3 separate regions of the Mus musculus genome follow, and regions 1 and 3 are each linked to region 2. A link is a contact called in public Hi-C and HiChIP or PLAC-seq data. All regions are on one chromosome and are shown on one strand. The core of a region is the stretch at or near the end of the contact, and the rest is flanking DNA. Distances in the headings are between cores, read along the strand shown.

The links. A called contact is a pair of places that touch in the nucleus more often than the background predicts. HiChIP or PLAC-seq counts read pairs in DNA pulled down with a chosen protein or histone mark.
Region 1: an H3K4me3 HiChIP or PLAC-seq map of embryonic limb bud shows a contact between it and region 2, with 5 times the contacts expected there. The contact joins two enhancer-like sites. A contact is called at or near these places in 12 of 484 Hi-C or Micro-C datasets (the HL-1 cell line, the N1E-115 cell line, cerebral cortex and 6 more), 12 of 115 datasets of contacts at active chromatin or transcription factors (craniofacial prominence, differentiating embryonic stem cells, embryonic forebrain and 9 more) and 1 of 9 other capture datasets (embryonic stem cells).
Region 3: a contact with region 2 is called in a Hi-C map of the N1E-115 cell line, with 2.4 times the contacts expected there. The contact joins two enhancer-like sites. A contact is called at or near these places in 4 of 484 Hi-C or Micro-C datasets (the N1E-115 cell line, Sertoli cells, cranial neural crest and 1 more), 15 of 115 datasets of contacts at active chromatin or transcription factors (craniofacial prominence, differentiating embryonic stem cells, embryonic basal ganglia and 11 more) and 1 of 9 other capture datasets (embryonic stem cells).

What each region holds. Positions count from the first base shown.
Region 1 is chr5:131,710,105-131,712,804 of GRCm38.p6, forward strand. The region is part of intron 5 of Auts2 (autism susceptibility candidate 2); the gene reads right to left. Among named protein-coding and RNA genes, the nearest start is that of 4930563F08Rik, 170 kb to the right of the region's middle. Within about 2 kb of position 1,272, at least 22 of the 459 cell types and tissues checked have an H3K27ac peak or open chromatin away from gene starts, as enhancers often do. A contact at or near this core is called in embryonic limb bud, muscle stem cells and pancreatic cancer cells, where this site is marked.
Region 2 is chr5:131,536,667-131,539,366 of GRCm38.p6, forward strand. All of the region lies in intron 5 of Auts2 (autism susceptibility candidate 2), which reads right to left. Among named protein-coding and RNA genes, the nearest start is that of Gm29681, 120 kb to the left of the region's middle. Within about 2 kb of position 1,310, at least 172 of the 459 cell types and tissues checked have an H3K27ac peak or open chromatin away from gene starts, as enhancers often do. A contact at or near this core is called in the N1E-115 cell line, embryonic limb bud, muscle stem cells and 1 more, where this site is marked.
Region 3 is chr5:131,734,766-131,737,465 of GRCm38.p6, forward strand. All of the region lies in intron 5 of Auts2 (autism susceptibility candidate 2), which reads right to left. Among named protein-coding and RNA genes, the nearest start is that of 4930563F08Rik, 140 kb to the right of the region's middle. Within about 2 kb of position 1,361, at least 3 of the 459 cell types and tissues checked have an H3K27ac peak or open chromatin away from gene starts, as enhancers often do. A contact at or near this core is called in the N1E-115 cell line, where this site is marked.

The DNA.
Region 1 (2,700 bases), core at 22-2,521, 170 kb after region 2:
ATTCGTTTGCTTCCTTTTCACTCAACCCAGGACCCCAGCCAACGACATTTATGGTGTTATCTTCTCCCAATTTAGAAATCCTCTCAGGAGCATGCCCAGAGAATTCTATCTTAGGCGATTCCAGATCTGATATTGACAATCACTATTAACTGTGACAGTGTGAAGCCAAGGACATGAAGGAGGTAAAGGCAGCTTCTATGGACACGATCCTGTCCCACAGCAGAGCCAGCACTCCCCGTGTTGCTTTTTCATCATGCAGGATCCTTGGTTTCATTGTGCAATAAAAACATCTGCTCACAGATACATACAGGGAAGACTATGGAACTATTACCCCATTCGCTTCCAGGTTACTCTGTTCTTGTTAAAGACCATGGTACCCCATTTGAAGATCTGTAAGGTCTTGTACAGTGTGTGTGTGTGTGTGTGTGTGTGTGTGTGCTTGAGCATACCGGGGTGATAGGAAAAAGGGGGAGAACACTGTTAACTTTGTGCGTAAATTCATCCTTTATGCCACCTTAGCTCTGAGGCTGGACGCAATCCAACCTTGAGTCTAGACGGTTCCAGGTTCCACCCAGGACTGCTGACAGGGATTCATGCCGCAGCGAACCCCAAATATACTAGACTTTTAAGAAGTCACTAAGGTTTTCTAACTCGGGTTGTGAGCAAACTGGGGCCCAAAGGAAACTTTTCTTCTGCTCCCTGGCTGGTGCTGGAGGTGAGGTAGACTTTAAATTGGAGCTGTTTTTCTTCCTTAATGGTTATTCGGAGGCGAGGAGGTGGCTTTAACAGTGAGCAAAACAGAACTGTTCCTTTTCCCCCAGGTGCCCTGGGTAACTGAGAGACTTTTGTTATGAGGGTGGGCACAAGACCAAAGAAAATATCACCTCTACTTGTCTATTTACATGAAATAGGCCAAGCGTTTATGCGTTTTTGAATTTAGGGGTAACAGCCACCCAGCATAGATGTTGATGGTCCAAGCACATGAAATAACACAGTAGAAACCTCCTTCAAAGATTACTTTTCTTCAGTGTCACCATGGAAACCAGCCAATATAATCTCTCCACACCTCACTCTGGGGGGTAAGGAATAACAGTGACCAGGGAGGGGGGAAATCAAAACATCGAGAATGCTCATAAATTGTGTTACATGCCAAAACATTTAACAAGAGACATTTTTCCTGGACTTCGGGCTGCCATGTCAACTTGGGATGTTTACTTTTTGAACTGTGTTTGATTTTTCAGAAGTACAAAGGGGAAAAAAAAAGAAAGCAACTTGGGAAGTTTAGTGAAGTCCCTGCTAGGCAATAAATCACCCTGCCGCCTCTAGCTACCTCCAGCCTGTCCTCTTAAGTGGGCTACACAGGAGGCAACCGAGCAGGAACAAAGTGGCTTGTGGGAAAGTGGCAGGGGGCAGCAGAGCCTTGGGATGGGGAGCCAGTTCAAAGAGGAAAGATGTACAAGGAGGGACTCAGGTCCTTCCAAAGCTTTCACTCTGAGTTTGGCACTCATGTCCAGCACAACTGCAGCTGGCATTTCCCCCCGCCATGAGTCACAAACAAACTTCTTATGAAGCTGTGTGTTCCGTTCAATCAACTGGGAGTTTATGGCGCTTTTCAAGAATGGTAAAAGGAATTTAAAAGCCCCGTTGGAGACAGATTCATTGTTAAAAATTGTTAATATTGTAATTTAGGGAAAAAAAATTAGCCTTAGACACTGAAGGAAAGGATAAGAGATTTCCTGATCTGATTTGTGTTAGAGAATTACCCCTTGTGTGAGAAGGCCAGGCCCCTAGCAATGGGTCAGTGTGACCATAAAAAGGCTCATTAATCTTGAGTCTTGAATTCTAGGTCAAAGAGGAAGCCAGGGCTAGGGATGTGGCTCAGTCAGTACAAGTGTTTGCCTAGCTTGGCATACATAACACCCAGACAGAACTTAAGGAAGCTGATTTCAAACCATGTCATTATTCTCATTTATTCATTTCAAACTTGATGGAGTCTATGCTCTCTCTCCTTTCACCTTTATGTGTGGGTCCTAGTGATCAAACTCAGGATGCTAATGCTGTGTAACAAGTGGCCTTTTGTTTACTTAGTTTTGAGACAAGTTCTCGCTTATTATGTATCTCTGGTTGAAAACTAGGATGGCCTTGAGTTTACAGAGATCCACCTGTTTCTGCCTCCCAAGTGCTGGGATTAAAGCTCTGTGCCACCATGCCCCGCAAAGTGCCTTTATTTTAAATTTTAATGTTTTCTTCCCTGCATATAAATCCTGAATACTTCCTGGTTAGTATTTTGGCTGAGAATGCTTCTACTCGAACATTCAGTTTATTTATTTAGTTAGCTCATTTGCTTTTTGGTCATTGAATGTTATTTGATTGTCTGGGATCTTGGCTGTTCTAAATATTGTTCACAGTCCTGCTCGAAACACCTTTGTAATAAGAGTCACAGCACATTATCATAAAATTTCAGGTACACACACTTTTTTTATTTGTGTGTGTGTGTGTGTGTGTAAATCTGCACATGGGTGTAGTACCTATAGAGGCCAGAAGAGGTCGTCAGATCCCCTGGTTCTGGGACCACAGGTAGTTGTGGACCATTAGATGTGGCCTCTGGGAACCAGACTCAGGTCTTCTGGGAGAGCAGCAAGCACCCTTAACCACTGAGCCATCTCTCTAGCTTCCCAGGTAAACATGGGTTTTGTTTTG
Region 2 (2,700 bases), core at 60-2,559:
TTCTTTTTAAATTAGCAATGAGGACTGCAGGTGCGGTGGATCTAGTGGCAGACGCATGGATGCCTTCCCGCTTCTCTCCAGCAACCATTACCTTTAGCCGCACAGAATTTAATATCAGTTGCTATTTCATTTCCTCACCTCGATTGGCTTTGATGAGTTTTATATACACTTAGAAGCACAACCTAAAATTCCCAGACAAACATGCTCTTTGGGGCATTTTACGGCAGGGTGGGTACTATTTGCCTTTTATGTCAATACTTTTTATGGTCTAGAAGCTGTAGCTGGCGTAGAAGGAAAAGTTGGGTAAAGCAGTTTGGTTAAAACAAATAAAAATAAAGAAATAAAAAATTCCCGTGCGCACGGGTGGGTCCCAGATGTTTGAAGCTGTACCCGGAACCCCTTAAAACTCAATTCGCTAAGGTAGCTCTCCAAAACGGCACCCGCAGGAAGAAGGTGCAAAGACAATTCTCTTAGAAACTTAGGCGCGGGTGAGTTCCTGCACCAGCTAGCTCTCCTTTGCTTCCCCGGGCTCCGCGTGCGCACAAGCGGGAGGGCGGGGACCCGGAGCTCAGCCCAAGGACAGTGACCCGTCAGCAGGCAGCGCCGCTCCAAGGAGCCCTTCCTAGCCCGAGCCGGTGCGGGCATTCCCAGCCTAGGAGTCCAGCGGATCTCCCTTGGGAGCTATGGGTTCACTCCCGGAGGTGGGATCGCCTCTGTTGGCTAGGGCCTCCCCCGGCAGGCACTCACGGCTCACCGGCCGAGCCCAGCCAGCTCAGGGAGCTAGGAAAGTACAAAGGGGAGCGGGGGAGGGGTGGGGGAGGAAGGCCAGGCCCGCCAGACGCCAGCAGCCCGCCTCCGTTACCACCCTGGCCCGGCTGCGGCCGCAACAAAAGACCCCTCGACCCCTGCCTCCTCCCCCGAAACCGCGGACCGCAGGCGAGCCAGCCACCCCACCCCATCCCCCCAACGGTGGTGGTGGTGGGGCAACATTACCTGGTCGCCAGGGGTTCGGCGGTCTTGTCAACCCCAAGTTCATGGTTTGAGTCCTCCGTCAGGTTCTCTCCGGGTGGATCACCACACACCACCGGGAGAGAGCAACCAAAACCCAAGGCAGAGAAAACGCCCAACTCCAGCCGGCCCGGCTAGGTCCACAAGTCTGTGTGTTTTGCTAATTCCTCTCCAAAGTCTCAAAGCTGAGGCACGCGAACCAAATCCGAACCGGATCCTAAACGGCAGCAGAGCCAGCAGCAGCAGCACCCGGCTCCTCCACGGCAGCCAGGAGTCAACGCCGCGCGCGCACATCCAACGCAGCCAAGTCCCGGGCGGGTGGCGGGGAGATGGGGAGGGGGCCCGGCCCGCGCGCTCTCCTGGTTGCTCCTGCGGGGCGCGCGGGGAACCGGCTGGCTTAAACCAGAGGCTCAACTTGGTGCGCCCTGGGGACCTGGCAGGGCTGAAGAGCAGCGGCCCGGGAGCCGCTGCCGCGGCGCGCGGAGCTAAGAACGAGGCGGCTGCGGCGGCGACAGGACAAAGGAGACCATGTGCGGAGGGAGGGAGGAGGGAGAGGGAGGAGGAGGAGGAGGAGGAGGGCGTACGGCGGCAGAGGCGAAAGCAGCTCCCCGGCGGCCGCCTCGGGCTCCCCAACAGCGGGTGCCGCCGGTACGGCACCGCCGCGGGCTGATCTGATGGGTCCTGGGCCCGCTGCGGCGTGGCACCGACACGCTCCGGGAGTCGCAATCTGCCGCGGGTGTTGCCCGCCTGCGGTGTGGAAAGCTGTGGTTGAAGCTGCTACGGGGCGCGCAGGACTAGCTCCGCTCCGGCCTGCCTCTCCCGCCTGTTCCTGGCTCAAGTGAACTCCATCAGGCGGCCCGCCGCCAGCGCCACCGGCTACCCGGGGCTGGATTGAGGGAGAGAAGGGGGGTCCCTGGTAGTGACGCGAGGACACCCCTTTCTCCCACCCTTGCTCTCGCGCTCTGGACTTCGCTGCCCGGATTGTACCGAGCGCGCCTTACTCCTGGCGCTCGCGGCTCTCGGAGCGGGACTTCTCGGCGCGCCCAGCCGGAGCCGCCAGCCGGTGCCACCGCCCCTCCTCCGTCCCGCCCCACGTGCCCCGCCCCTCGCCGCCCCTCCTCTCCACCCTGGCGCCCGGTTGGCCCCGCGGGGGCGCAGTCCCTGGGTGCGACACTGACAGCTGTGGCTCCCACTACATCCCGCCTCCGGTTGCGGACCGGCCCCTGGTCCCCATGGCGCCTTTCCCTCTACGGGCAAGAACCGCGACGCTCCGGTCCTTTTTGCAGTTACAGCTTCCGAGATTTGCTCTAAACCAAGGAGAGGCTACTAGGCCCGTAGCCCGGGGTTGAATTGCCTCTAGGCCAATCTCATATGCAAAGAGTTGGTTCTGAGATGGGGGTGGAGGTCCAGATTCTGGGCACACAGTAGGTGCACAATATAACATAATCTTTGTACTGTCTGACATGGATGGGAGGTTGGGTTCCTAGTCTAGAAGAAAAAGATCTTGATCTAACCCTCATCCCACGAATCACGGTAGGTTTCATGAACTGCCTTCCCTCTGCACAGTTCCTCAAACTATCCGACTTGTGTATACATTCACACCAGCCAAGTGGTGACTGAGGCTTCCCCTTCTATGCAGCAAACATAAAGACAGGGAAAGCAAAGTCAAAGCTTCGCTCCATGGATGGTAAC
Region 3 (2,700 bases), core at 111-2,610, 200 kb after region 2:
AAGATCAGAACCATACCACTTCATGAAAATTAAAACAAAAGTATCACCTTGAGAAGATCACCCCTGGGGTGTCTTAAAAAACCCAAATTGTTGGGGCTGGAGAGATGGTTCAACTGTTAAGAGTGTGACTGTTCTCACAGAGAAGCCCAGTTCAGTTTCCAGCACCCATGACAGATTTAATACTATCAGCCACAAATCTAGTCCAGGGGATATGAGGCTCTTTTCTGGCCTCTCCAGGTACCCACAAGAGTAGATGCATAGCCATATGCAAACACCTACGCACACAGAGTTGTGCTTAAATTAAAGCATTGATAGAATTCACAGAAACGGATCAAGCCAGTCTTCCACAGTGAACCAATGAAGAGCAGGGCCCATAAACACCGAGAGGTTTGCTAACCATTCCAGGCTGTAGCCGAGCCATTGTGGTTATTTAAAACAGGCTTACATTGATGCTGGTTACAAGCTGAATGTACTGGGCCACTCTTATAAAGCTGGAATCTATGTGCGGAGCATGTTTTAAAGACTAGCAAGATATAAAATGATTCACAGAAGCTGTGAGAAGATGCTTGGCTTGCCCACCTTCCCATTCCTTCCCATCTCCTCCCCCTGTATGAGCATCACATGTTATTTGGGTTAATGAAAAACAGATGCCTAGGCATGAATATCTAGGTTGTCTAACTACATTAAAGTGAAATAAAAAGTTCACACACAGAGTAGAAAGAGCCAACTCAACAGCTCCAGGGCCTCGGGAAGGACACACATCTTATAAGCCATGGAGTTTATGGATGAAGCCCCCTGATACCCAATGCAGCACCACTACTCTGAGACTTAATTTCTCTCCATCCGGCTCCATAAAGACAGCGTTCAACTAGAGGGCTTATGGGACTAACATGAAAGGCAAATCTGAGTCACTTTCGGTGATATCTGATTGAATCAGAGGCGGCAGAGGGATCCCAACAGTAGCTGGCCAGACCTGCGAAACTCATTTTTTTTTCCCTTTGCAAACATGTCTGGTTCTACTTACAGTATCTGTACACTGACCTGAAAATGCATGCTAATGTGCTGAAATGTTGGTTACAGGTGGTGACTTTCCTAAAGCCACTTAAACAAAGCCTTCCTCCCCCTAATCCCTGCACCTCTTGTCCCCATTAGCCAGTAGACGTTTAATGGCTGCTGGTTACTTTAAAGAATGTGTCAGTACTCTACACATAGACTGTATCATCCAGAGATCAGTTGTGCTTGTCGGTGAATACTCTGAGTCCTCCACGTTCACCACACTGCCAGGGTGTCTCACTGAACCTATCACTCACCGATCTGGCTACCCTGCCCCAGGAAGCTTCCCGTCTCTGCCTTTCCAGAACTGGGCTTTCAAGCATGCAATATATTTAGCTTTTCACAGGGGTGCTGGGCAGCCAAACTCAGGTCCTCATGCTTGCATGGCATAGAGTCATCTCTCTGGCCTTAAGGTTTATTTTTTTTCGAGAATAAAGACCCCTGGGTCTTGACCTATAGGATCTTTGTCAAGGGCAAGGACATGCAGCTTCCCCTCTGTCCCCAGTTCCTGCTGGTCTGGCAACTCCCTTCCATCATTCCACAGGAATTTTATGGTACATCTGGAATGCTCTTCTCATACTCCCAACCCCTCACACATTTACACACACACACACACACACACACACACACACACACGCACACACACACACACACACACAACCTTCAACTACCGCATGAATGCACCTTCTCCCCAAGATCTGCCTTTACTGTCACATCACAGCCCTCCGGCTCAACAGCCCTCCCTGCTAGTTAATTCCTTAACATCTAAAACACATACATGGACATTACCATTCGTCATGTATTTCAGTGTTCCTATCCTTGTCTCCACACCCTTAGCTCTGCAAAGGCAGCAAAATGATCGGATCGCCAGTTCCTGTAATACTGCCTGACACTGCCTGGGCAAGTAAAACATATTCAGTCTTACTATTTTGTTATTATAATTCTGAGACAGAGTCTCATATAACTTACGTGTCTTGGAATTTGCTAAGTAGCCAGGGATGAACTTGAACGCCCAATCCTCCTACCTCCCCATCCTGAGTGCTGGGATTACAGACATGCATCTAGTTTAGAGATGTATATTTTTTTTTTTTAGAGATGATTGGGAGGCTGGGGAGACAACTTGGCTATTAAACTGCTTGCCCTTGCCATATAAAGATGAGGACCCAAGTTTGGATCTCCAGAATAAAAACCTAAGTATGGTGTGGCACATAATCCTAGTTCTAGGGAGGCAGAAAGAGGAGGATCCTTGGGACTCACTATCAAGCCAATCTTGCTAGCTCTAGGTTCAGTGAGACTCTGTAACAAAACAATAAGGTGAAGAAGGATAGACAAAGGTCTGAAATCACCTTCAGGCCTTCATATATGCACATGTGTGTCTGTATGTGTATGGTGTATGCTTGTGCATGTGAACACACACACACACACACACACACACACACACAAAGACGAACTGGAACTAGGCTTACAAAGCAACATTGAGGAACACAGATACTAAGCTAAAAACACACTACGTAGTGCAGAGTCTCCATGACACCCTTATACTTTGAAGTCTTCAGCATCCTTTGAGAAGGAAACCAAGCCGTCAATTTGATTCTAGCCATATATATACCCCTTTCTTTCCCTTCTCCTCCACCAGATAATTCTAGA